Linked DNA regions of Canis lupus: region 1 is linked to region 2. A link is a contact called in public Hi-C data. All regions are on one chromosome and are shown on one strand. Each heading gives the region's core, a stretch centred on a gene start, on an enhancer-like site or on the middle of the called end of the contact. The rest is flanking DNA. Distances are from core to core; before and after follow the strand shown.

Region 1 (6,420 bases), core at 3,416-5,915, 200 kb before region 2:
GGGAGGGCTGGGAGCGTCGCTCTGGGGGGGGGGGGGGGCGTGCGGTGGGGGGGGTAGGTGGGGGAGGGCGGCGGAGGAGGCTGCGCTGGAGGCCCCGTCCAGCCCGGGCCTCCTCCCCAGCTCCCCCGTGTCAGGCGCCCCGTGCCACCCTGTGCTGAGCCGCAGGACCCTTGGGGGACAGGCCAGAGGGCAGCCCTTCCCTCTGCTGCTCCGGACCTCCCCCTCCCTGGCCCTTGGCCCTCCCTCCTCTGGCAGGCTGGGCCTGGCTCCCACGCTGCTGGCCCTAGACATCACTTTCTGGCTGACCATTTTCCTGCATTTCCTGGTCTCTCTCTGGCATCCAGTCCAACAGTAAACACTTCCTGCGTCTGGCTGGGGGTCAGGTCAGAGAGACGTCGGGTGGACAGAAGCCCCCGGCACCTCCAGCCAGGGGTGTGGAGCAGGCCCTGCCCTCGCCCACTCTGTCTGTGTCCTTTCTCCTTCCCTGTGGCACAGCCCCTGCCTGCCGGACCCCTCCAACCTGGGTGGGGGGGCCTGGGTGCCGCTGGCAAGGACCCTCACTTGGCCTCCACATACAGACCTGCATGTCCTAGAGGCCAGAGAGGTCACCTCTGATTTCTTCCTTGCATGGGAAGGCTTGAGAGGATGCCCATGGTCTGCACAGCCCACCTGGGGAGGGACTCCCTAGTGACACCACTGGCAGGTTAGTGTCTGTTCCTGCACCCTGAGGATCTGGAGAGAGAACCTGCATTGTCCTGCTGGCTCCCTTGTTCATCACTTTGACCCCAGAGGGCAGGAAGTGTCTTTGGACTGGATACCCCCAGAGTCTGCCACCCACTGCCAGGGCCCAGGCTGGGGGGCCAGGTTGGCTGTGCACCAAGCAGCACCTAGGAAAAAGGCAGCCAGAGCCCACAAGGCCTCCCCCACAGCCGTGGGGCTGAGCGGCCCTGGCCTCCTTTATGTCCAAGCTGTGGAGAAAACTATTCCTCTGTGAGCAGCACAAAGCCTTTTTCAGTCAAATGTGTGTCTCAGAGAGAGGACTTCAGGGAGCTGCAGACGGGCCCCCGTGGTGGCAGCCCGTGCGCCTGCCGCACAGGCGCACAGGCCGGCTGGCCTCTCCTCTGTGGGGACGGGACATCGAAGGGCCAGCCACTCTCAGCAGACCCCTCCCCACAGGCAGTGCCAGGAGTAAGCATTACCTGCTAGTGTTACCCCAACCTCCTTCCCTGTGCGGGAGGGGGTGGGGCGCAGCAGTTCCCCGGGTGGGAATGGACCTGTGGTCCTGCCTGCCCCTGGACTGTCCACACCACCCAGGCCTGACTTCATTCTCCAGAAACCCCAAGCAAAGTCCAAGTTCTTGTGGCAAGTTTCCCTTTCCAGGCCTGGCACCCCCAGCTGGCACCCTCGGCAGCTCTGCTCCCCAGCCCAGTGGACACCACCTCCCCTGCAAGCTCATTTGCATCAAATATTCCACTCACCTCTGTGGGTGTCAGAGCTGCTCCTTACTCCCCAACACTCAGGCTCTCCCGCAGCTGAGGGACAGTAAATGCTGATTTTGGCAACAGAAGAGGGAGGGCAGAACAGAGCAGGATATGCAAAGTGGAAACATGGACGGTGGGGCTGAAAGCTTCCCGTGTGGAAAGGGCAGTGTGTCTGCAGGATAAAGTGCAGCCTGAGGACCTGCCAACGGGAAGCTGACACCCTCTGGCTGCTGCAGAGGGTCTGACTTACAAGAAAAAGCTGTTACCTTTGCCGGCCTCCCCTTCTCTGGGGAGGCTATCCTTGCTGAATACAGGCATCCTCTTGCTCTGGACCCACCTGCTGTCCTCCGGGCACCCCCCTCTCATGAGGCCCCAGTGCCCCAGGGGCATCTCAGGTTTGTGCATGGAGAGTCTGTCCTCTATATACCAGAAACAGACACCTGCTCTGAGCTCTCTGCAGGGACGTGTCTGTCTCTCTTGGGGTCTGTAGTCTTCAGGAATGGCTGGCTCCAGAGGCATGCTGGCCTCCCCAGCTCCCAAATGCCACCAGGGGACAGAGAGAAGAAGCAGGCCTTTTAGTCATCAGGAGAGAGCAACTCTTGAGGTTTCCCAGATTTAAAAAGTACCCCTTCTGTGCTGCAGGTGGCCCAGCAGAAACCCACAGCAAAGGAAGGGGGTGGTAGGCAGAGGGGGGCCTGTGGCATCTCAGGCTGGCTTCGAGGTGGGAAGAGCTGCAGCTGCTTTGCCAGGGAGCAGAGGAAAGAGCCTGTGGGCTGGTTCTGGGCGCTCTCAGGGTGGCCTAGGTCCCCCCACCCGGCCCCCCAGCTGGAAGAGCATTCTCCCCTGGCACCTCACAAATTCCGTACGTGGCCAACTGGGGCTGGCACTTGAGTTGTGCCCAGAGCCAGTTTACCAGGCTGGGTGCTTAGGTGAAGACAAGCCAAGCATTGTGTAGACGGCACCCACAGGTAGCGTGTTGCAGCCTGACCCTCTTCCCAGGTGCCAAGAGCAAGAAAAACCAACAAGCTTTTTTTAATTAAAAAAAAAATCAATGAAAAATTTATTCATAAATTTTTCATGCTGGGCTACAAGTCTATATCGTACGCTCAGGAATGTGCTGCAGACTTTATCCAGTTAGAAGTGATCATACCAGGACCCACACACAGCTTCCATATAAGCCTAGAAAGTCTTAACATTAATTAACATAATTAAAAAGGTATTTGCATCTAGAAAAAAATATACAGAAAAACTCCTTTTGGAGTAATCTGTGCCTCAGTTTCAATGTCTGCTTGTTTCACTGACATTATCAATATATTCTTCTCACACAAGGGTTTATAAAAGGCCCCAGATGACTGCCCGGGTCTGACCAGCCGCGCACAAAGGGCCTCCACCCACCTGTGTCCTCAAGTGCTCCCCATTTCTGCACGAAGGGTCAGCAGCACTCTACCCAGGGGAAGCCTCATTTAAATTTGAATAATTCAGCCTCCCTTTTATTTCTCGGGATCAAAACAACAAGGGGTGTGGGGTTGCATAGAAAATGGGAACCTCGGAGACCAGGAAGGGCGCCTTTCGGGAATAGTGACGCAGAAGCCCCGCCCCGGCCCAGGTCCCCGCGCGGCCCCTCCCCCACGTCGGGATTCGAATCGGGTCCGGGCGGCTCCGGGAGGCTGAAGACAACACAGTCCTTCAACTCACTCAGCAATTAGCACAAGAGATTCACAGTCTTATAGGTATTTTATAAAAATATAAATATGGGTACACTGTTGCCTTCACAACGCTGGATACAACGCCCTTTAAAATTGGGTTTATAACCAAGATTCAACAAATACACCTAAAACTTGGCTTAAAATATGTTAATATTTTATATTCTGTCATAAATGTTATGACATTTAATCGTGGCAAATCCATTTACTTTTTTTAAAAAAGTGTGCAACCAACTACCTAGAATAGAAGTCGCTAGAAAAGGCCTCACGCCACCCCAGCCCCCGAGGAGCCTCTGCAAAGCCAGCAGGGTCGGGGCACGGCCTCCCACGGGAGAGGGCAGAGGGAGGCCCGGGGCTCCCCAGTCGCGCTCCGAGGAGTATGTCCGCGTGTAAGGGGGGGAGGGAAGGGAGGAGTGGCGGGGGCGGGGAGGGGGCCTCGCACGGGAAAACCATCAGGCTGGGCGGTGTTTTCAGTGCAACCAAGAAATGACAGACTCAAGTTTTTTTAAGTTTTAGGACTAGGAAAATAAAAACGCATCTTCCCCCGACAACCACATTGACCACGCACAGTATTTTCCAAACAACAACAAAAATCAGTCGCACAAACTGCACCCACAATGTGCACACACAGGATAAATAGTTTGGAGCCGCAGAAGAGCGGAGCGTCCCCACGGTCGCGCGTCCGGGCCGGGGCGGCGGGCTTCGGCCGCGGGTCCTGCGGGCGGCGGGGCGCCCCGACCCCCGAGCCCCGCCGCCCGCCTTCCGCCTCCGGAGAAACGCATGGACCGAGGATCCGGTGTCTCGGGACTCCGAACTCGCTGGTGGCCAGACTCAGATTTCAAAGGGGCTGCAGCCCGAGCACCGCCCCTTCCCCCAGCCAGGCGGCGGCAGCGGCGGCCGTGGGCAGCCCTCGGCCCAGGTCCGGGCGGCCGCGCGGGAGCGGCGACCCCGGGGCCCCCCGTGGGCGCGGACGCGCGCGCCGGACTCGTGGTGGCCGCGGTGCGCACCGAGGTAGTTGGCGGGAAGGTACAGCAGGCGACACGCTCGAGGCCCACGTCCGGTCCCGGCGGGCATCACCGGCCGCCGCCCGCGTACTTGGCCTTGGTGATGAGATAGAGCACGATGTCCTGGTGGCCGCCAAACGCGGCGATGTGCAGCGCGCTCCAGCCGTCGCGGTTAGCCAGGCGGATGTCCGCGCCGAACTTGACCAGCAGCTTCACGAGCTCCAGGTTGCCGTCGATGACCGACTGGTGCAGCGCCGTCTGGCCCTCGGGCCCGAACGAGTTCACGTTGAACTCGCAGTTGGTCATGTTCTGCAGCAGTGACTGCAGCTCCTGCGTGTTGCCCTTGCGCACGGCCTCCTGGAAGATGCGCTGCGTCTGCGGCGCCGAGCAGGTGGACAGCTCAGCCTGGCTCATGCTGCCGCCGGACGCGGGCCGCGGGCCGTGCCGGGGCTCAGCGCGGGCGGCGGCGGCTGCGGCTGCGGCGCGGGCCCCTGGCTGTCTCGGGGCGCGCCGGGGCGCATGGAGGGCGCGGAGCCCCCGGGCCCCGCACGCCGCCCCTGGGCGTTCCGGGCGCTGGGGGCCGGGGGCCGCCGCCGCCGGGCCCCCGCCGCATCCAGCCGCGCCCGGGCGGGCGGGCGACCGGGGCGGGCACTGCGCTCGCGGGGGCCGGTGGGCCCGGCGGCGCCGCCGCGCGTTCCGGGTCCCTGCTCGCTGCGGCTCCCACGCAGACCCCACGCGCCTCCCCACGCGCAGCTGCACTCGCCCGCCCGCCGCGCCGGGGCGCCTTTTACCCCCTTTATATTTGCATAACAATAGGGCGCCCGTGACGCGCACGCCGGCGGCCCTACGATTGGGCGGCGCCCACGTGGGGGCGGGGCTGGGCGGGGCGTGCCCCGGCGGCCGCGCGCTTCGCCGCAGGGGGCGCTGGTCGCCGGCTCCGGGCCAGGTGGCGGTGCTGGGCTGGGGGGGCGTCCTGGATCCTTGCGCCCCGGGCTCCCCGCATCTCCGCCGTCGTCCCGCCTACTCTTCCTGTGGCCACCCGGGGAACCCCAAGCTGCCCGCTCGCGCAGACCCCGGCACGATCCCGGCCGAGCGCGGCCTCCCCAGGGTGGGGGCTCGGGAACATTTCAGATCCGGGGGGCTGGGGTCCCCAGCTCTCCGGGTGCGCGGCGACGAGACTGGCCAGGCCTGGGCCCCGGGACCCCGGGTCCACGCGCGGGGCCAACAACAGCTCGGTCTTGTGACCTCAGCCATGCAGTCCTTCCCGCACGGGGGTGGGGGGGAAGGCTTCTTAGGCGGCCTGGGTGACCCCGCCTTGACTCCACAAACCCTGAGGCCCTGCCCTGATGAAGGAGCAGGTTCTCCACCTGAGGAGGCTGGGGGGGCTGCCCCTCTACATCCCACCCCGGCTCAGACGCTCCTCCAGAGGGGGCAGGTCAGTCAGTGGGACCTCAGGGTCCTGTTTCCCTCTGCTGGGCCACCTCCAGCTGCAGGAGTAGGCAAGGCCTGGCCGGATGAGCAGCCCCAGGTAAGCCACCAAGGGCTGCTTGGAAGGGAAACACAGAAATGACTCATTTTCAAACTGTAAACCCATATTTTATTGATGCTCTAATACTGCCACCAAATTTCCTCATTAGGGTTTTACAGTTTATAGCTGGGCTGTGGTGTCTGGAAATTGGGCAGGAATGAGTCTCGGAGCAGCAGGCCTTGGGCAGCAGGAGGAGACCAGTTTCCAGTCCCAGGAGGCAGTTGCGAGCCTTATCTGGGGAGCCCACCCGCTTGGTCTTGTCTGGGGGGGCCCATGAGTGTCTGCACACATGCAGTGGTACCCCCATCTTGCTCTGTGCCCTAGAAGAGTCACAGCCAAACCACAGGAAAAACTGGGCAAGGCCAACCCAGGACTGGCTGCCTCTAGTCTGCCAAGCTGAGACATGACCGTAGCTGACCCTCCAGGGCCCTCCTGGCAGCCAGAGCTCCCGGAGTCCTACTCGCTGGTCTCCCTGAGGCCAGTGGTCCAGCTGGTGGTCCAGCAGTTCTGCAAGGCCTGGCTTCCCCCCGCAGAAGTGCCCCACAGAGCCCTGCGCTAGGGCCAGCTGTGGGTGTGACCTGGGAGGGGGCTGCTATCAGGACACTCCTCTTACCAGGAAGTGTCCCTGGGTCCAGTAAGAGGGCCTGGGAACAGGTGCCGCTGGACTGTGGACACCTTGAAGCTGGGGCCCCCAACCACCCCAG
Region 2 (5,883 bases), core at 904-3,403:
TTAAAGAAGTGAAGTGAAACAAACAAGTTAGAGCAAATATATGAGGCCTCTTTCTGGGACCCCGGGCTTTGCAGAGGCTCCCAGACATGAGAAGCCAGCCCTGTATCCCAACATACTCCACAAACCACTCTGCAAAACACTGTAGACATAAAGAGACAAGTTTTCCTACTCTTAGAAAATGCCCACAATTCAGTGAGAAAAACAAACCCTTGAACAAGTAACTAATAGCTAAGCCCTGAACACGTAGGGTAAGGTACAGAGCCCCCACACAGGTGAAAATCCGCATAGGACTTTTAACTTCCGGAGACTTCACTGATAGCTTGCTCTGGACCAGAAACCTTACTGAGGCAAACAAGTGATTAACACAAACTTTGTATGTGAGACATATCGTATGCTATATTCTTAAAGAAAACGTTTTCAAAGAAGTCATGATGAAATATATTTACAGTAATAGACTATGTTTATCAAAACCCCCCCCACATCTAAGTTAACCTGTGCAGTTCAAACTCTTGTTCAAGGGCCACCCTTTCTGTAAAAACACGAAGGGCTGAGATAAAGCATAGTGGGTCCACAGAGCCCTCAAGGATTTCTGAAGTGGAGGAGCCGGTAGGTGAGGATGGGCAGGTGAACAGAAGCTCATCCCACAGAGAAGAGTGGAAGGCAAGGGAGCTCAGGAAGATGGGGGATGGAGGAACGCTGGGCCAAGGCCAGAAGAAACATGAGGTGGCACTTGGACAGTCCCCTAGGGAGCCAGGGCTTATCCAACTGAACATCATCACAAACACGACACAATGTGATCTACTTGCACCAGGGTGAAAGTGGGAGAGAACCAACAACACAGGGTAAAACCCATTCCTCCTGACCCTCCTCAAGCATTGGCTGAAAGCAGGCCCACAGAGAAACAGCCATCCTTACCTCAAAGGAGTAGCCCTCCACCAGCGGGATATCTTGCTCATCTATCAGTGTGTACTTCGTCTGGAAATTAACCACGTTTCGCAATGTTACATTCAGGGTCACAGTAAAGTTTTAGTAACAGAAACCGCCCCTTCAGGTTAAATGAGGCTAGCAGGTGAGGGGCACCAAGTACCCTACCCCCAAGGCAGGTGGTCATTTCCCACTCCAGACTGTCCCAGAGGAGTAGGAATCAGGCTTCACTTCCCATCCATACGCGCCTAAGCCCTAAGTGCCCCTGGACTGGCTAACCTCTAAGCTGTGTTTCAGGTGCTGCTGACCCTCATTTGAGACTGGGGCTTCCTCGGAACAGAGGAGGGGCCCTGGAGTGAGACAAGGCATACAGAAGGCCTCGAAAACATTTATTTATTAGGATGGGTGGCAGTACACAGGTGCTCACTGAACTGTTTAGCTTTCTTCTGAAATGTTCCAAATAAGTTTTAAAGGATGATCTGAATGCAACCAGTCACTGAATAAGAAAAGGTCTCAGAGCCGATGGGGAGCCCACCCTTCCCCAGGTAAAAAGCCACATTCCTCTTGCAGGAAAGGCAGGAAACGGCCCCCCAAACGGACTAGTCTCATTCTTGCTCGGGGAGCCTCCTTCTAAGATCTAAGTCGGTTTTACCTTCATCTGACTGCCTCTGCTCCTGTCTCCCACCAGGAGCTGCCGCCGCTGGGGATGGGAACAGGGTTCCCATCCAGGGTAAGGTCCGTGGCTGGAGCAGCTGCACGGCCGGCCGGCTCCTGGAAACAGCCAAGCCTCAATGCCCACAGGTGCCAGGAAGCCCCGGCCTCGAACCCGCGGAGGGCGGGGCCAGGTAAGGGAGAGAAGCAGAGGGAGGCCCTGCTCCGGGAGGCCCATCGAGGCCCGTCCGCACTCGGCCAGCGCCGGCAGCGTGAACCCCGCGCGAGGCTCCACGACGGGCTGGCGGGCGCCGACACGCACGCACACCGTCCTGCCGCCTCGGAAGGGCGCTGTGCTGCCCGCGGGGACCCTTCGCCCGCCCGCCCGCCCGCCCGGCTCCGCAGCCCCCGACCCCACGGCCCCAGCCCAGCGTCCCGGCCCCGCGGCCCCGCGGCCCCGCGGCCCCCGCGCCGCTCACCTTCCCGGCCACCCGGCCGAGCCGCACGATACCCAATTTGAAGTCGGTCATGGCCAGGCCTGCGCTCGGCCGGCGGCGCCGCTCCCTCGGGAGGCGCCGGGCCGGGACCGGGACCGGGGCCGGGGCCGGGCCGGGGCGGCGCCGCGGCGCGCCGGGTGGGCCGGGCCGGCGGGCCGGGGTCGGGGCCAGGCGGGACGAGGCTGGGCCGGGCTCGGGCCGCCGCCGCCTCGGGCCCGCCGGACCTGCCACGCGCCACCGCCGCCGACGCCGCCACCGCCGCCGCCGCCGCCGCCGCGCGCACCACCGCGAGCGGAGCCGGAGGCGGGGTGCGACGCGGACACACCCCCGCCCGCCGCCGACCCGCCAATCGCGGGGTGCGCCCCGCGCCGGCCTGCGCGCGCCGCCGCGCCGTGGCCAATGGGAGGAGGGGAAGTACGCCGGCGCACTGAGGAGCAGTGGGAGCGCGGGGGAGGGGCGCGGCCGAGGGCGGCGCTTGCGCGGCCGCCCCGCGCTACGTCAGTTTCGCGGGAAGCTTTGTGCTGGCGGCCGCGCTGCGGCGTCTTGCTCCCCGCTGGCCGCCCTCGGCTCAGGCCGGGCGCCGGCCCCAACGCCCGGCCGCGGCCCTGCCCCTGGCCCCCGAACCCACGCGCCGCCCCCTCGCGGAGGGGCGGCCCGAAGGGTCCTGCGGAACTCGCTGCGGCTCCCGGTAAACGGCTCCGCACCCGCGGGACGGCGGGCGAGGGGCGAGGGGCGAGGGGCGCGGGCCGCCCTACTCCCTCCCTGGACACCGCCCCTGTGCCAACGGGGCCCGTCTCCCCCGCACTGCCTGCGCTCGGGCCGCCGCCGCCTTCCCCGCGGGTCGGGCCGTGAACCGGGCTGCGGTGATGGGCCCGCGGCCGCTCTGCCCTCCGCTCGCTCCTGCTGGGCGCTTAGGGCGGGAGGACCTGAAGGCTGGAGGGCGCTCGGGGCGGGAGGACACTCGGGGGCCGCCGCCCTTGTTACCTAGCAACCACCCCGCCGCCCGCACTCCCACTGAAAGTACCCGGGAGTGCAAATCAGAACGGCCCGTGATGAGTGATAAAGGCAGTGGGGGAAACCAGGAGAGCAGCATTAGGAGGCTAGGGGCCTAAGGAAGGTGGTGGGCAGGCTCTGCCCCATTGACTCATGGACTTGAACAGTGTAAGGAGTGGAGAGAGCACCATGTGGGCATCTGGGGGAAGAGCTGGCCACAGGGCCCTGGGCTGGGATGTTGGGAAAAGTGGGATTGTCCGCTGTGACCAGACAGGAGTTCAGGACAGGAACAGGGCTGAAGATTAGAGATGTGGGAGCCAAGGGTGGTGGTTAGTAGGCTCTTAGAAGAACGTTGATTTCTATACTTAGCAAAGGGAGGCGGTTGGAGAATTTGAATAGAGCAGCTTTTCCATGAGCCAGGCTGGCTGAGGGGTACAGTAGTTTAGGGGGAAGACTGGAAGCAGGAAGGCTGTGGAGCCAGTGAATACAGCAGCTAGTCAGGGGGTGATGGTGGTGTTTGGACGTGCGGGGCCAGTCTTCTGTAACAGTCCGCTTAAACCTGTTTATGCTTCAGTAACAATCCTATGTTCTCAGCAGCTTAGCAAAATAAACATGAATTTCTTGTTCATGCTACGCATTCAGGCTGCCAAGCAGTTGACTGTATGAGGATAGAGTTCAAGGGAGCAGTCCAGCCTGGGGTATAAATTTGGCATTCATTAGCACACTTGTTTAAAAGCCAACTGGATGAGATCACATCAGAAGAAAATGCAGACAGCGAAGAGAAGTCAAAGACAGCCTGGATGGATACTCCCTTATTAAGGGGAAAGAGAGGCTGAAAGGAGGAGCAGACCATGAAAAGAGAGAGGTGTCAGGTAAGAGGAAAACCAGGAGAAAAAAAAAAGAAAACCAGGAGAGAGCAGTAGCCTGGGAGCCAAGTGAAGGCTGCGTGTGAAAGAGGCGTCCGCTGTGTTGGGTGCTGCCCTTTGGTCCTGTACCTTTGGAGTCTGGAATTAGTAGCTGAGCACCATGAGGACACCAGCAGCCTTGACGAGGACAGCGCTTGATGGAGTGATGGCAAACTACATACAACTGACCGGTTAAAAGGAAGAAGGTTGGAGGCAGTGAGACAGACAACGCTTCTCAGGTGTTTTTGCTAAAAACAGGAGCAGAGAAATGGGGCCAAAATTGGAAAGGGAAGGGAAGTGGAGAGATTGTTGGTTTTATATAGGGAGAGGAGATGGCATGTTTGCTCACCAGCAGGAATGGTCCCATAGAGGAGAACTTGGGCGAGGGGAGGGCTGGAAAGGTAGGCAGGATTGTGGGTGGCCCAGCTTAGTAGGAAAGAGAGGCTGGTGTAAGGTTTCTGGGAGGCAAATGGGTGTGGAGTTAGGACTTTGAGGGAGTTCTCCACCTGTGAGAACTTTCTACTTTCTCACCTAAGTAGAAAATGAAGTCATCCTTTGAAAGTGACCACAGGGGAGCAAACGTTGGCAGTGCAAGGAGAGGGGTGCAGGAGTGATGGGACTGGCTGGAAGAGAAGCAGGAAAAGGCAGCAGGACGGCCCAGTGGTGTTTAGGGCGCCAGGCAGGATGACTTCCCCAGCCTGCGTAGACTGCCGCAGAGAAGGTAAGGAGAAAGAAAAGGGGTGGGTATGGGTTCTGGCCCGGATGCTTGCCTCACAGTGGTGAGAGTGCCAAAAGAGGAAAGGAGAGAGGACAACAGAGGGGTGAGGCCAATGGGTTAGAGTTCCCAGGAGGGTCCTACGGATTGCAGGAGTCAGGGGTGCTAGAGAGAGTGGGCTAGCAGGACAGGAGATGGTAGCCAAAGATGTGTGGGCCTGAGACCACAAGGGCTGCAGCTTGGTGACGACTGTAGGCTTCCGTGCAACCCAACCACTCCAAAACCTACTAGCTTAAGACGACATTGATTCATGATTTTTTGCAATTCTATGATTGGGGGTCTTATGTTCCACATGGTGTCAGCCAGCTTTCCTCCTTTGGTTGCACTTGGCTGGGAACTCACTGGAGCATCTAATTTCTTTTCTAGGTAACTTGCCTTTGAGTGACGCCTCATTATTCAGGGTTCCTGCAAGGCCAGGCAGGATAACTGGACTTCCTTCCAGCATGGAGGCTGTGCTTTGAGTGACAAAGTCCCACTGTGCACGCATTTATTGGACCTCCACTTGAATCATTCTTGCTAGTACACCACTGGCCAAAGCAGGTCACCAGGCAAGCCCAAAGTCAGTGTAGGAAGTCTGTCCACAAGTGTGGTTCACGGGGGGGACCACTAGTGGAATGAACGGCCTGCCCTAATCCATCCTCTGGGCTCTAATGACTCATGTTCCTCCCTCTTGAAGAGTGCACCTCGCAAGTGACCCCAGGATCACCATCTCATCAAGACATTAGGCTTGGAGTCCAGTATATTGTTATGTGCAACAGGCCCAGGTGGATGAGGCACATTGGGTGTGGCCCTTTTTGCTCCAAGGGCACATTATCTGCCCCCCAACACCCAACATTTAGTGCTGAAGCACACAGTACAAGTGAGCAGACATCCTGTTCAAAAAGGGGGAGTATAGGAATCCCTGGGGGGCTCAGCGATTGGGCGTCTGCCTTCCGCTCAGGGCGTGATCCTGGTCCTGGGATCGAGTCCTGCATTGGGCTCCCTGAATGGAGCCTGCTTCTCCCTCTGCCTGTGTCTCTGCCTCTCTCTCTCTCTCTCTCTCTCTCTCTATGTCTCATGAATAAATAAATACAATCTTTAAAAAAAGGGGGGGGGAGTATACCCTTAGTCACTGGTCCACAGCAATTTTGGAATCCAG

Evidence for each region. Hi-C and Micro-C count contacts between places; a contact is called where the count stands out from the background.
Region 1: a contact with region 2 is called in a Hi-C map of blood, with 2.7 times the contacts expected there. The contact joins the promoter of NRARP here to the promoter of ZMYND19 in region 2. A contact is called at or near these places in 3 of 9 Hi-C or Micro-C datasets (amygdala and blood).

Annotation. Positions count from the first base shown.
Region 1 is chr9:48,376,478-48,382,897 of UU_Cfam_GSD_1.0, reverse strand. NRARP (notch-regulated ankyrin repeat-containing protein) reads right to left here and starts at 4,665. Exons shown (of 1, transcript XM_038548652.1): 1 at 2,509-4,665. The coding sequence starts at 4,602. The coding sequence ends at 4,258. EXD3 (exonuclease mut-7 homolog) reads right to left here. Exons shown (of 23, transcript XM_038548636.1): 23 at 5,763-6,420.
Region 2 is chr9:48,175,087-48,180,969 of UU_Cfam_GSD_1.0, reverse strand. It overlaps ZMYND19 (zinc finger MYND domain-containing protein 19), which reads right to left and starts at 2,153. Exons shown (of 6, transcript XM_038548591.1): 1 at 2,055-2,153; 2 at 916-975. The coding sequence starts at 2,105.